Regions from separate parts of the Mus musculus genome. Here region 2 is linked to region 1. Evidence: chromatin contacts called from public HiChIP or PLAC-seq data. All regions are on one chromosome and are shown on one strand. The core of a region is the stretch at or near the end of the contact, and the rest is flanking DNA. Distances in the headings are between cores, read along the strand shown.

Region 1 (5,811 bases), core at 583-3,082:
AGACAGAGGCAAATGAATCTCTGTGAGCTTGAGGCCAGCCTGGTCTACATAGTGAGTTCCAGGGCAGTCAGAGCTGTATAATAAAGAGACCCTGTCTCAAAACCAAGACAGGTTGGAGACTCAGGAATTAAGAGCACATGATGTTCTTGCTGGAGTATGGTCCCCAGGACCCACAGGGTGGCTCACAACCACCTGCAATTCCAGTTCCAGGAGATCCTATGCCCTCCTCTCAACTCTGAAGGCACAAGGTACAGGCGTGGTACACAGACATACATTCAAGCAAACACTCAGACACATAAAGCAAAATAAATAAATCTGTGTGTGTGTGTGTGTGTGTGTGTGTGTGTGTGTCTAGGCAACTAGTGGCACCGAAGGCCACCAGCGCTGACAAAGAACAAAAGGGACCTAAGAGCCAGAGGCTTGGTGCCCGGCTGAGGATGCTGGGAAGGACTCTGGAGGGTTTGAAGTGCTACTTCAGTAACAAGGAGTCCTGAAGGCGCCCCAGCAGATGTGTTTGCTATGACCAAACCAGCTCCGGAACTGCTAAAGGATGGACCGCAGCAGAAGAGGGCTGCGGGGACTTTCCCTAGACTATGAGGGGAGACAGCAGGGGGCAGGCTTTCTGGGGGAAATGGGTGCAGAATGCGGTGCAGTCTGGGCAGAGGGTTGCCACTCTCTGCTAATGGCGGGTTGTTAATGAGGGCTCTTTCTTCCTTCCTTTTTTCTTTTTTGAGACAGAGTTTTTCTATGCATTTCTAGATGTTCTTGGACTCTTATATACAAGGCTGGCCTTGAACTCATAGAGAACCGCTTGCCTCTGCCACCAATGTGTGGGATTAAAATTGTAGCCACTACACCTGGCCCGGAGCCATCTCTATTCAGTGCAGGTAACTACAGTACAAATCCCTGGCTAAGGGTTTAATCCTGGTTTTTCAAATTGACCTGGACCAGGAACGGAAGACTGGACTAAGACTCTGGTTCTGCCTGTTGGCCCAATCCTTTGCCCTTTCTGCACCTCAGTTAATCGATTAAGTGAGGAGATCGAGCGAAAGCCCCTTCCTCCTAGGTGTTTCCTGTGAGGAGACAGAGAGACAAAGCACTCGTGCTCTGGGGAGCCTGACAGGGCTCCCAACTACGGAGCAAGGCGCCAGAGAGCTGGCGGGAGCTGGAACAAGAATCACTCCTGGCGCCTCCTGACCATGCCGGAGGCACAGAGAGCATGGTACCCACCCAGGGCGGTGCCTGAGGACAGAGGAGCAGGCCAGGTGGGGTCCGCTCGCCAGCCGAGAAAGGACTTCTCAGTTTGCTAGGGACACGCCCCACACTTGCGCCTCGAACTGAGGACCTCTGATCGCCAGTAGGGAAACACTAGAAGACTAAGAAGCTCTTAAAAGAAGAGGCGTGGCCTACGACGTTGTCAAGGGGTTCAGGGAAGTGTGCACAGAACCCGGCAGGATTACGTAATGGCGCAAAAGCCGGTGCCACAATCGGGTAGCTCCGCCCAAGGCGTGGTCAAGGAGTCCAATTCCGGGAGCTAGAGCAGTTTAAAATGTTGCGAAACCGTGCAAGGGCCTCTTACAGCCCCGCCTACGATAGGGCGTGGCCAAGGAACTGAACTCGCAGATGCATGCAAAGTGGGAATTACGTAATGATGCAGGAGGCGGTCCCAGAGTCCCCGGTGGCTCCGCAAGGTGTGGCTAAGAAGCCTACGTCCGGGTGCCTGGCAGTGGCTACGACGGTTGAGTGACGGTGCGAAGAACAAGCCAGTTGGTGACCCCGTCCAGGGCGTGGCAGGGGCTCACAGATCTAAAGGGGATTGTATATTGTCCCAGAGGAGGGACCAGTCCCACGTAGCGCTTCCCTGGTCCTGGTCGGGAACTGGTCTCTAAGCGGCTCACAGCGTCTGTAGGAATTGCGTAGTGGCGCAAGGGGGCAGGGCTAGCGCTGTATGGCTACGCCCAGCCTGTTACCAAGCCAGCTAGTCCTACAGACCAGGCTCAAAGTGGCTGCAGGAAATGTGTAACGTGCAAGGGCTGGGGTCGTCTAGCGGCTGCGTCCAAGAAGCTTCTGCTTTGGGAGGGGGCTGAACTGACTCCGGGAATACATTAGACCACGTGGCCTAAAGTGGCGCCTCGATGGGGGGGGGGCGGGGGAAAAGGCGGAGCCCTAGTTGGAATAGACAGGGCTCTGAAAGGCGGAGCGTGCGCAGGACAGCCCTAGGAAGCACACTTTGCGGGCTGTGGGCATGCTCCGCTGGGCGCGAGCGTGGAGGGTCCCCCGTGGGGTACTCGGTGCCTCCTCTCCCAGGCGTTTGGCGGTTCCTGTCACGTTCTGTAGCAGCCGCAGTAGTGGCCAAGAAAACGCCGATCTGAGGTCAGCCAAGGGCACTGGGAGGGTTGTTCTCCACTGGTCCACTTCGCACGCGGCTTAGCTGGCCCCGCCTCTCCTTTGGCCTCGCCCCTTTTTTCTTTCACTCTCTCCTCCCCCTTACTCCATGGTGGCCCCCACCTTCCAGGCCGCTGCCGCTGTCTTATAATCTTCTAGATGGAGACGCGACACTCCCAGCCATCGTCTTTTTGCATGGGCTCTTCGGCAGCAAAACCAACTTCAACTCCCTCGCCAAGGCAATGGTTCAGAGGACTGGCCGGAGGGTGAGCTTCCGGATGGGGCGGTGCATGGGTGGGCGGGGGCTAAGGGGTAAGGCTGAGGGCAGTGGACCTAGTTTCAATCACTCAGGTCTGGGCTCTTGGTGACCTGAAAATGGAAAGTTTCAGTGCCCAGTAAACCGTAAAACATCTATGAAGAGGCCTGGTCCTGTAAGATGCCCCACAGTTAGTCCATTTATGTTACTGAGACATAACAGGTCTCTTTGTCAGGTCCCAAAGAAACTTGGGACAATTTTGTGGCACCTACTAGCATGCCAAAGCACACTCTAGCCTCCTGGCTTACTCAGTACGAGTGGCAGCTCTCTGCTCTTGTTACCCCCGACCCCTTACTATAAACCTTTCCAGTCCAGAGGCTTCCCGTCCCCCAGCGTCTCTTTCCTGTTAACCCAGCCATTTAAGCCATTTGCTCCCTGACTACTCTGATCCTCCTTTGGTCTGCATGCCCTCTCTCCTTGGCACCTGAAGTTCTCATTTGATCTCCACATGTACACCATGGCACGTGCTTGCGAAGATATAACTTGCGCACATGCATACATGTGTGTATATAATAAAGCAACTAAGGAAGTTGCTCAATATTAACCTCTGCACGTGCGCATGCGCGCGCGCACACACACACACACACACACACACACACACACATACACACACATACTTATGTCTCCAGACTTCTCTCCCTAGCTGCTCTGTGGACCCTATCAGGCTTTTCGTTGTCTGTAGTCAAAGTAACACCATTCCTGTTTCACCCCCATCGCAGGTGCTGACGGTGGATGCCCGGAACCACGGTGACAGCCCCCACAGTCCAGACGCAAGCTATGAGGCCATGAGTCAGGACCTTCAGGGCCTCCTTCCACAGCTGGGTCTGGTGCCCTGCGTCCTCGTTGGCCACAGCATGGGAGGAAAGACAGCCATGCTCCTGGCACTGCAGAGGGTAAGCTACACCTATCTGGGTCCTCTTAATGCACTCTAAGCCCATTGATAACGTGGGACTCATCCACACTTTGGATGGCCAGGTCCAGAAACTCTGCTGGCGGCTCAGAGTTTGTCTGGGACCTGCTCTGGTCTGATTCTGTCTCCCAGCCAGATGTTGTGGAACGATTGGTTGTTGTAGACATAAGCCCGGTAGGAACCACACCTGGATCACACATTGGAGCCTTCATAGCAGCCATGAAGGCTGTTGAGATCCCAGAGAAGGTGCCGCACTCCCAAGCCCGAAAACTGGCGGATAAGCAGCTTAGTTCGGTTGTCAAGGTGACGCACGCCCCCCCCCCCTTTCCCCATGGTGTGTGTCAGAGGAAAAGTGGTGGGTGGGCCTCACAGGGAGCCCCTTCACAGCTGCCAGGTCTCCCCACAGGAAGCGGGCATTCGGCAGTTCCTGCTCACTAACCTGGTAGAGGTGGGTGGGCGATTCTCCTGGAGACTGAACTTGGATACGTTAGCTCAGCACTTGGACAAGATAATGACCTTTCCTCAGCAACGTGAACCCTACTCGGGGCCAACTCTCTTCCTGCTTGGTGGAAATTCTACATATGTACAGTAAGCCGGTGTGGGACCATAGGAAGGGGCATGCTTTGCCCACCACCAGCTATGGGAGCCTGCGTGGGCTAGGGGAGGCGGGGTATCTGGGAGCCTGGCAATACCACTGCGCATGAAGGCTCATGCACATCTCTCTCTCCTGTTCTCTCTCTCTCCCTTTCTCCCTCTCCCCACACCTCTCCATTGTCTTCCCTCTCCATTGGCTTCACTATGGCGGCCAGACCCAGCCACCACTCAGAGATTAGGCGACTCTTCCCTCAAGCCCAGATTCAGACCGTGCCTAACGCTGGCCACTGGGTCCACAGCGACAAACCCCAAGACTTCATGGATGCTGTCACCAGCTTCTTGGCTTAAGAAGTAGCTCCTTGGAAGAGCAGCCAGGGGACTCTAGGCTTGGGATCTGTGCCATCTTGCTTCTGCACAGAAAAACTCAGGGGCACGGAGAGGGTCCAGGAGTACAGAAGTGGCCCAACACTTTTAATGAATAAAGACAGTTCCCCTTTAAGCCCTGGATCCGTTTTCACCACCGTCGCCCCCACTGACCCCGGGAGAGTTGAATCCAGGAACTTCTGCCCGGGCTTGTGTTCTCGTGTGTTCCCAGGGTGCCTCTGGGCTCTCCCTGCAGCTGACTCCGCACCCGCTCTCGAACCATATGCTGCATGTCTTCCTGGGCACGGGAGAGAGAGCAGGTCCGAGGCAATCCCTGGGGACGGAGGGGCGGAGGGGCGTCTTCCAAGACTCCCGACTCAGAGGCTCCACCCTACCTCCCAGGCCTCCACCTCCTGTTTCAGCTTCAGTTTCTCCTGCAGGACCTCCAGCAGCTGAGCCTCCACTGTGCGCAGCCTGGCTCGACAGGAGTCCAGCTCCTCTTCCACCGCGCGCTTCCTACAGGCAGTGGGGGATGGGGGTGGGGGTGTTCCAGTGGCTGTCTTCTGGAAATATCTGGAGCCCCCTTCCTCTCCTCTAGTAGGAGTGAGTCCCCACTTCCCCCTCCTCCACCCCACCCCCACCCCCAGAGTTTCTCTCACTTAGCAATGGCTTCATCCCTCTCCTGCAGTACTTGCTCCAGGGAAGGTTCCGCCCGGGTGTCCCCCAGTGCTCCTGCCGCTTGGGATTCTGGGTTCTGTTGGGGAGTGATGGATGAGGAGGCAGTGACCTGGGGCTTGTCAGAAGGAGAAGCCTCACCCTGGGTCCTTCTGCCCTGCCTCTGCCCTGCCTCATGCTATTTCCACTCAGTTTTACCACCCTTTGCCTCCAGGGGGTGCTGCGCCGGCATCTTGTAAAGGAGACCCTTAGTCTGGCTAGCCGGGAAGTAGACTATGGGACTTTGCAGAATGGACAGTGTTTGAAGCTCCTGAGGAGAAAGGAGTTCCCACACAGCCCTACAGAAATGCTACTGAGTGCTCTGGAGTCGCTTACCTTTCTATGAGCTTAGAGAGTCAAGGCCTGGTGACTGAGACTTGTCAGTTGGTAGAGGCTAGAAGACAGAGCCCTTTGCCCTTCCAGGCAAGGCACTCCCTAGCAGACTCCACCTACAGGAGGACAGCCTGGGGCAAGGAGCAAGTGCACCTCCCTCTTAACACCTTGGAAGGCCCCAAGCCTTTTCCCCAAT
Region 2 (5,993 bases), core at 1,186-3,685, 33 kb after region 1:
AAAGAGATTAGGAGTTCCGGGTCATCTTTGGCTACACGGGAAGTTCAGGATAGTGTGGGCTACATGAGATTATATCTGAAGGAAAGGGGGGCTGACAAGGGGACCCTTAAGCTGCTGGACATACACACCGTACCGGAACGGCTCAGCTTCATTTCTCAGCATTCCTGTGTGGCCTACAGAGTGGGTGTGGTACCTAGGAACTGAGCAGAGGTGCCAGGCTGAGATGCAGCCACTCACCAGGGGGAGAGGGCGTCCCATCGGGGCTGTGGGGCAGGGCAGAGCTAAGGGGGAATGTGGAAATTGGCAGCAGGTCGGGGGCTTTCCTAGATCAATGCTGCTCTCCCTCCTCGGGGGCTGCCATCCGGCTGGGCTATTTTAGGTCTGAGCAAAAAAGGCTGAGACTGCAAGAGCAGCTGGTGACCAAGTTTCCTTTTGTTCATGGGAGGAAGGCTCCCTCCGCCTCAGCTCTGCAGAGCCCCTGCCCTGTCTCACTCACATTCCACTGAGTAGGTGGCTCTTGATCCTCATACACTACCACCACTGTCACCTCTAAGCCTTGTCCTCAGGGTGTTAGGAAAGGTGGTTGCCTGGGACCTGCTCCCAGTTTCTCCTGAAGACAGGCTGGTCCTGGTGGCTTCCTGGAAGAGCTACAAGCTGAACACCCTGAGGCCTCAGCCAGCCTGAGGTCACAGCTGTGGCTAGGACAAGGGCCACTGTTTTCCCTTACCTCTGTTCACCTCTCCTGACCCCCAGTGACCTGTCACCTCCATGGCTACAATCCTCCCCCCACCCCGGGGTATTATTTCTTTGAAACTGCTGTTCTGTTACTACTCCCGCACCCCCAAAACCAGGGTGCCCCCTGCCTCAGCCACTCAGGGCAGCTAACCACCTAGGAAGGGCAGCTTTGTGAAGAGGAGTCCAAGGTCAGCTGTGGCTTTCACTGGGAGGCAAGGTGAACCACTGTGCTTCAGCCTGGTGGGTGTCTCTGCTTGCCCGCCTGAGCCATCCGGTAAAGCCAGGTGAACCGAGCTCATCCCACTCCCCGGCACACGGCACCCGTTAAGTAAACAGTCCTCAGCGAGGGCCGACCAGCCTTAAATTTAGCCCCATCTGTTATCTACAGGGGAAGGGAGAGGCAGCGGAGGAGGAGGGAGGCTTCTTGGAAGGCAGTGGGAGAGAGGGTGAGACTGTAGCTGCCGGTGGCCTTGGCCTAGAATTGCAGCTGTAGACCAAGACATCGCCTAGGGGAGGAGGGAGATCACAAGGCTGGGATTTGCCCAGAGCCCTCCATCCCATTCCTAGTGCTAGAAGCTGGCACCATGTCTTCTCCTATCCCCCTCCCACCCCCCCACCCCCCACCTCATAGAGACAAAGGAGGAACTGGAGGAGCTCATGTCGGACATTAAGAAGACAGCGAACAAAGTTCGCTCCAAGCTAAAGAGTAAGTCGCCCTGGTGGCTGGGGACCTGGGGATGTGGCTCAATTGGTACAGCGCTTGCCTAGCCTACGTGAGGTCCTGAATTCAGTTCAAAATGGAGGTATAAGGATCAGGACAGCCGAGGCGACATAGCTTGAGGACAGCCTGGGTTATATGAGAATTGTATAGAAATAATAAACTAAAAAATATTTTTTAAAATTAAAAATGTCCACCCGAAGAGTATCCATGCATAGACCATAGCTTGTCTCTGTTCACAGACATGCATGCATGTCCAGTGGCCAGGGCTGCTTAGGGGACATGTTCTACAGCGGGGGTAGACACCTGGTCCTCCCCACCTTCCTGCACAAAAGTGGCCTGAGCTGCCAGACCCTGCACAGCACCCATTTGGGTGCACAGGGTTGGGTGTGTGCTCACACGGAAGTGTACACAGCTGTACACACCTCCCAGCTGGAAGGACTGCTGTTGGTCCTGCGTCCATTATTGATTACAGTTTGCCTTCCATGTGACCCCCCATCCCTTGTGGTTGGGGAGGGGAGCCGAATCCTTGACTTATGGGTGGGGTCGATGCATGGAGGCAGGGAACTGCTCAGCGGCCTCCTTTCCTCACTCCTCCCCACCCCAGGCATTGAGCAGAGCATCGAGCAGGAGGAAGGTCTGAACCGCTCATCAGCCGACCTGAGGATCCGGAAGACGCAGGTGCAGCCATGGCGAGGGTGGGCGGGCACCTGAGTCTCTGGGTTTTCCGTAGAGCCCACTACCTAACCTACCGGTACCCTTGTCTCCCCGCCCCCGACTGCCAGCACTCCACGCTGTCCCGAAAGTTTGTGGAGGTCATGTCCGAGTACAACGCCACTCAGTCAGACTACCGAGAACGCTGCAAAGGGCGCATCCAGAGGCAGCTGGAGATCAGTGAGCTGGGGCAGGGTCCGGGCTGGAAGGGAGGGCCTGGGGTTGTGGTTTGAGCCAGGAGATGGTGGTAGGTGTGGCCTGTGGCTAGGGGTGTGACTTGGGTTGGAGGGGTGGTGCCATGAAGAGTCTAGGTATGGGGGTTTGGGCTAGATAGAGTGGGGTTGGGTAGGACCTCGTGGTGTGCTTATGGCCTGGTGGGCGCGGGGGTGAGGCCATTGATGAAGCCTGTGGCTGGAAATGGGGGGGGGGGGATCAATAACGGCATGGGGGCGGAGCTTATAGCTAGAGGTGTGGTTGAGGGTGGTGCTTTGATCAGAAACTAGACCCTATTGAGCTCGCAGGAGAGGGCGTAGCTTAGTGTGATCCCACCCACAGCCGGCCGGACCACGACCAGTGAGGAATTGGAAGACATGCTGGAGAGTGGGAACCCTGCCATCTTTGCCTCTGGGGTGAGTGTGAACCCCTCCCCATTTACCAGGACTCATTAACCACATCCCTCCGCACTACAGCACAGTGTGTGGGTCAAACCCAGGAGCAGGGCTGTGTTTGGATACTGCAGCGAAACGAGGCTGATTTTAGAGAAAGCCTGAATCGAAAGTGAAGGGAGGCCTTCACACAGGTGAAATACACACAGGTGAAGTGGTGGTGCATGCCTTTAATCCCAGCACTTGGGAGGCAGAGGCAGGTGGATCTCTGAGTTCGAGGCCAGCCTGGTCTACAGAGTGAGTTCCAGGACAGCCAGGGCTACACAGAGAAACCCTGTCTCGAAAAAAAAAAAAAAAAAAAAAAAGAAAGAAAATGAAGGGAGGGGACCAGATTGAGGGTCATATAAATGCCAGTGACAGGGGTGAAATTTCAAGAGTTGTGTCAGGTTAAGATTAGATAAAGGAGCTTGCTGCCAGGCCAAAGACCTGAGTTGGACTCAAATGGTGGAAGAGAGAACTGCAAGTTGTCTATACTCACACCACACACACATAGCACATGCACCCTGCACCCGTACACACCACATGCATATACACACATGCACACACACCATATGCACACACTCATACACACACACACACACACACACACACACATATATACACACACACACACACACACATATATATATATACATATATATACACACACACACACACACACACACACACACATAGACACACAGAAATACACACAGGGAAAACACAATGCACATAAAATAGAAATAAATAAATCTTTTTTGTTTTGTTTTTTGTTTTGTTAGTAGCCACCACGCCCGGCTACTTATTTTGCTTTTTAAGATTTATTTAGGGCTGGTGAGATGGCTCAGTGGGTAAGAGCACCCGACTGCTCTTCTGAAGGTCCAGAGTTCAAATCCCAGCAACCACATGGTGGCTCACAACCATCCGTAACAAGATCTGACTCCCTCTTCTGGTGTGTCTGAAGACAGCTACAGTGTACTTATAATAATAAATAAATCTTTGAAAAAAAAAAGATTTATTTATTTTGCCAGGCGGTGGTGAAGCACGCCTTTAATCCCAGCACTCAGGAGGCAGAGGCAGGCGGATTTCTGAGTTCCAGGCCAGCCTGGTCTACAAAGTGAGTTCCAGGACAGCCAGGGCTACACAGAGAAACCCTGTCTCGAAAAAACCAAAAAAAACAAAAACAAAAAGCAAAAAGCAAAATAAGTAAATAAATGTAAATAGAAACACCCCCCCCCAAAAAAAAAAAACCCAAAAAAACAAAAACCAAAAAAAAAAAACCAGGGCTGGAGAGATGGAGATGGCTCAGTGGTTAAGTTCAATGCCCAGCAACCACATGGTGGCTCACAACCATATATAATGAGATCTAATGCCTTCTTCTGGTATGTCTGAAAACAGCTGTAGTGTACTCATAAAATAAATAAAATCTTTTAGAAAGAAAGAAAGAAACAAAGGAACAAAGAACGAAAACCCCCAAAACAAAACTGGGCTGTAGCGTGATTGTTAACGTTCTTGCCTGCTACTGTGAAACCTGAGACTCAATCCTCTTCTCTTTCTAAAACCCAGCAAGGTTGCAAGCCTATAGTTTCAGCACTAAAGAGGTAGAGGCAGGAGGATCAGGAGTTGAAGCTTATTTTTGGCTCTATCGCTTGTTCCAGGCCAGCCTGGGATACATGAGATCCCTGTCTCAAAACAACCCAATAAAGGCCACCAGGGTGGCTCCGCAGGTAAAAGCACTTTGCTGCCAAACCCAAGTATCTGGGTTCGATGCTCAGGACCCCCATCGTGAAAGGAGAAAATTGACTCCTGTCTGGCTTCCATACATACATATACTGTTGGACATGTTTGCATGAGCACACACACATACACAATAAATAATGAAAGCAATAATTTTTTTGCAACAGGGTCTCACTGTGTAGCCGTTGGTTGTCCTGGAACTCTTTGTGTGAGCCTGGGTGGTTTGGAACTCATAGAGATTGGCCTGCTTATGCCTCTCAAGGGTTGGGATTAGAGGTGTGCCCCACTATGCCTGCCATAACAAAACAGTCACTTGGTGAGCACTCACTGTGTGGGGGAGTGTCATCGGCTCCTTATTTCAGGCAGGAATTGAGTCACACAGAGACTAATTAGCAATGGTGCCAAACAGGAGGTTGGAAAGGCTGTGGCTGCTGCTTCTGGGATATCTCTACTCAGCTGCCTCCCTCCCGGGCCCCTCTTCCAGTCTCATTTCTGTTGCTGTGAGGGGAAAAAAAAAGCCCCAACAAAAAGCAACTCAGGGGAGGGGGGTCATGTTTAGCTGACAGGACTGAAGCAGCAAGTCACATCGCAATCAAAGCGGAGAGAGAATGAATCTTTGCATGCCCGGTGCCCAGGATCTTCTATGTAGGGAATGGTGCTGCCCACAGTGGGCCGGGTCTTCTCATATCAGTTAACATTGATAATTAAGAGAGTCCTTCAGAGGCATGTCCCTAGCTAAGCTGATTTAGACAGTCCTCATTGAGATGAGACTCTCTTCCCAGGTGAGTCTAGATTAGGTCAACTTGACAAAAGTATCAAGCCTGGAGATGACTGTGGTTGAGAGTCCTTGCTGCCTTTCTGGAAGACATGAGTGTGGTTCCCAGCATCCATGTCTGACAGCTCATAACCACCTGTAACTCCAGCTCCAGGGGGCTCCGACACCCTCTTCTGGCCTTCTCAAACACCACACTCGTGTATATACCCAGTACAGAAGGTTGTAAGCTACCATGTGGCTGCTGGATTTTAAACTCAGGCCCTCTGGAAGAGCAGTCAGTGCTCTTAACCTCTGAGCCATCTCTCCAGCCCCCTACATATAGAGTTAAAAACAAATAATGATAGCCTCCCTCCCAGTCCAGCCCTTCTCCTCAGCACCAGGGTCCCTCCGCTCTACCCTCTAGATCATCATGGACTCCAGCATCTCGAAGCAGGCCCTCAGTGAGATCGAGACCAGACACAGTGAGATCATCAAGCTGGAGACCAGCATCCGGGAGCTGCACGACATGTTCATGGACATGGCCATGCTGGTGGAGAGCCAGGTGAGTCCCCTCGTCACCGGCATCCGGCGGCTCTGGCCCCCAGCCAGCAGCATCCAGGGCCACACTAACCCCTTCCCTTTCCACCCAACACGCTGCGTGCCCGGGAGGGACAGAGTATCTTCAGGTAAC

The links. HiChIP or PLAC-seq counts read pairs in DNA pulled down with a chosen protein or histone mark.
Region 2: an H3K27ac HiChIP or PLAC-seq map of embryonic stem cells shows a contact between it and region 1, with 11 read pairs. The contact joins the enhancer-like site here to the promoter of Abhd11 in region 1. A contact is called at or near these places in 1 of 39 promoter capture datasets (embryonic stem cells), 2 of 15 datasets of contacts at CTCF or cohesin (embryonic stem cells and large pre-B cells), 27 of 484 Hi-C or Micro-C datasets (Sertoli cells, bone marrow-derived macrophages, cerebral cortex and 17 more), 4 of 115 datasets of contacts at active chromatin or transcription factors (embryonic stem cells and trophoblast stem cells) and 3 of 9 other capture datasets (adipose tissue, liver and pancreatic islet).

What each region holds. Positions count from the first base shown.
Region 1 is chr5:135,007,467-135,013,277 of GRCm38.p6, forward strand. It overlaps Abhd11 (abhydrolase domain containing 11), which reads left to right and starts at 1,833. Exons shown (of 6, transcript NM_145215.2): 1 at 1,833-2,373; 2 at 2,516-2,651; 3 at 3,421-3,594; 4 at 3,744-3,914; 5 at 4,018-4,199; 6 at 4,421-4,709. The coding sequence starts at 2,246. The coding sequence ends at 4,553. Abhd11os (abhydrolase domain containing 11, opposite strand) reads right to left here and starts at 5,691. Exons shown (of 4, transcript NR_026688.1): 1 at 5,619-5,691; 2 at 5,228-5,322; 3 at 4,964-5,084; 4 at 4,656-4,866.
Region 2 is chr5:135,039,871-135,045,863 of GRCm38.p6, forward strand. It overlaps Stx1a (syntaxin 1A (brain)), which reads left to right. Exons shown (of 10, transcript NM_016801.4): 4 at 1,367-1,441; 5 at 2,061-2,134; 6 at 2,239-2,347; 7 at 2,723-2,796; 8 at 5,727-5,864. Among named protein-coding and RNA genes, the nearest start is that of Stx1a, 19 kb to the left of the region's middle. Within about 2 kb of position 2,436, at least 41 of the 459 cell types and tissues checked have an H3K27ac peak or open chromatin away from gene starts, as enhancers often do. A contact at or near this core is called in Sertoli cells, cerebral cortex, embryonic stem cells and 2 more, where this site is marked.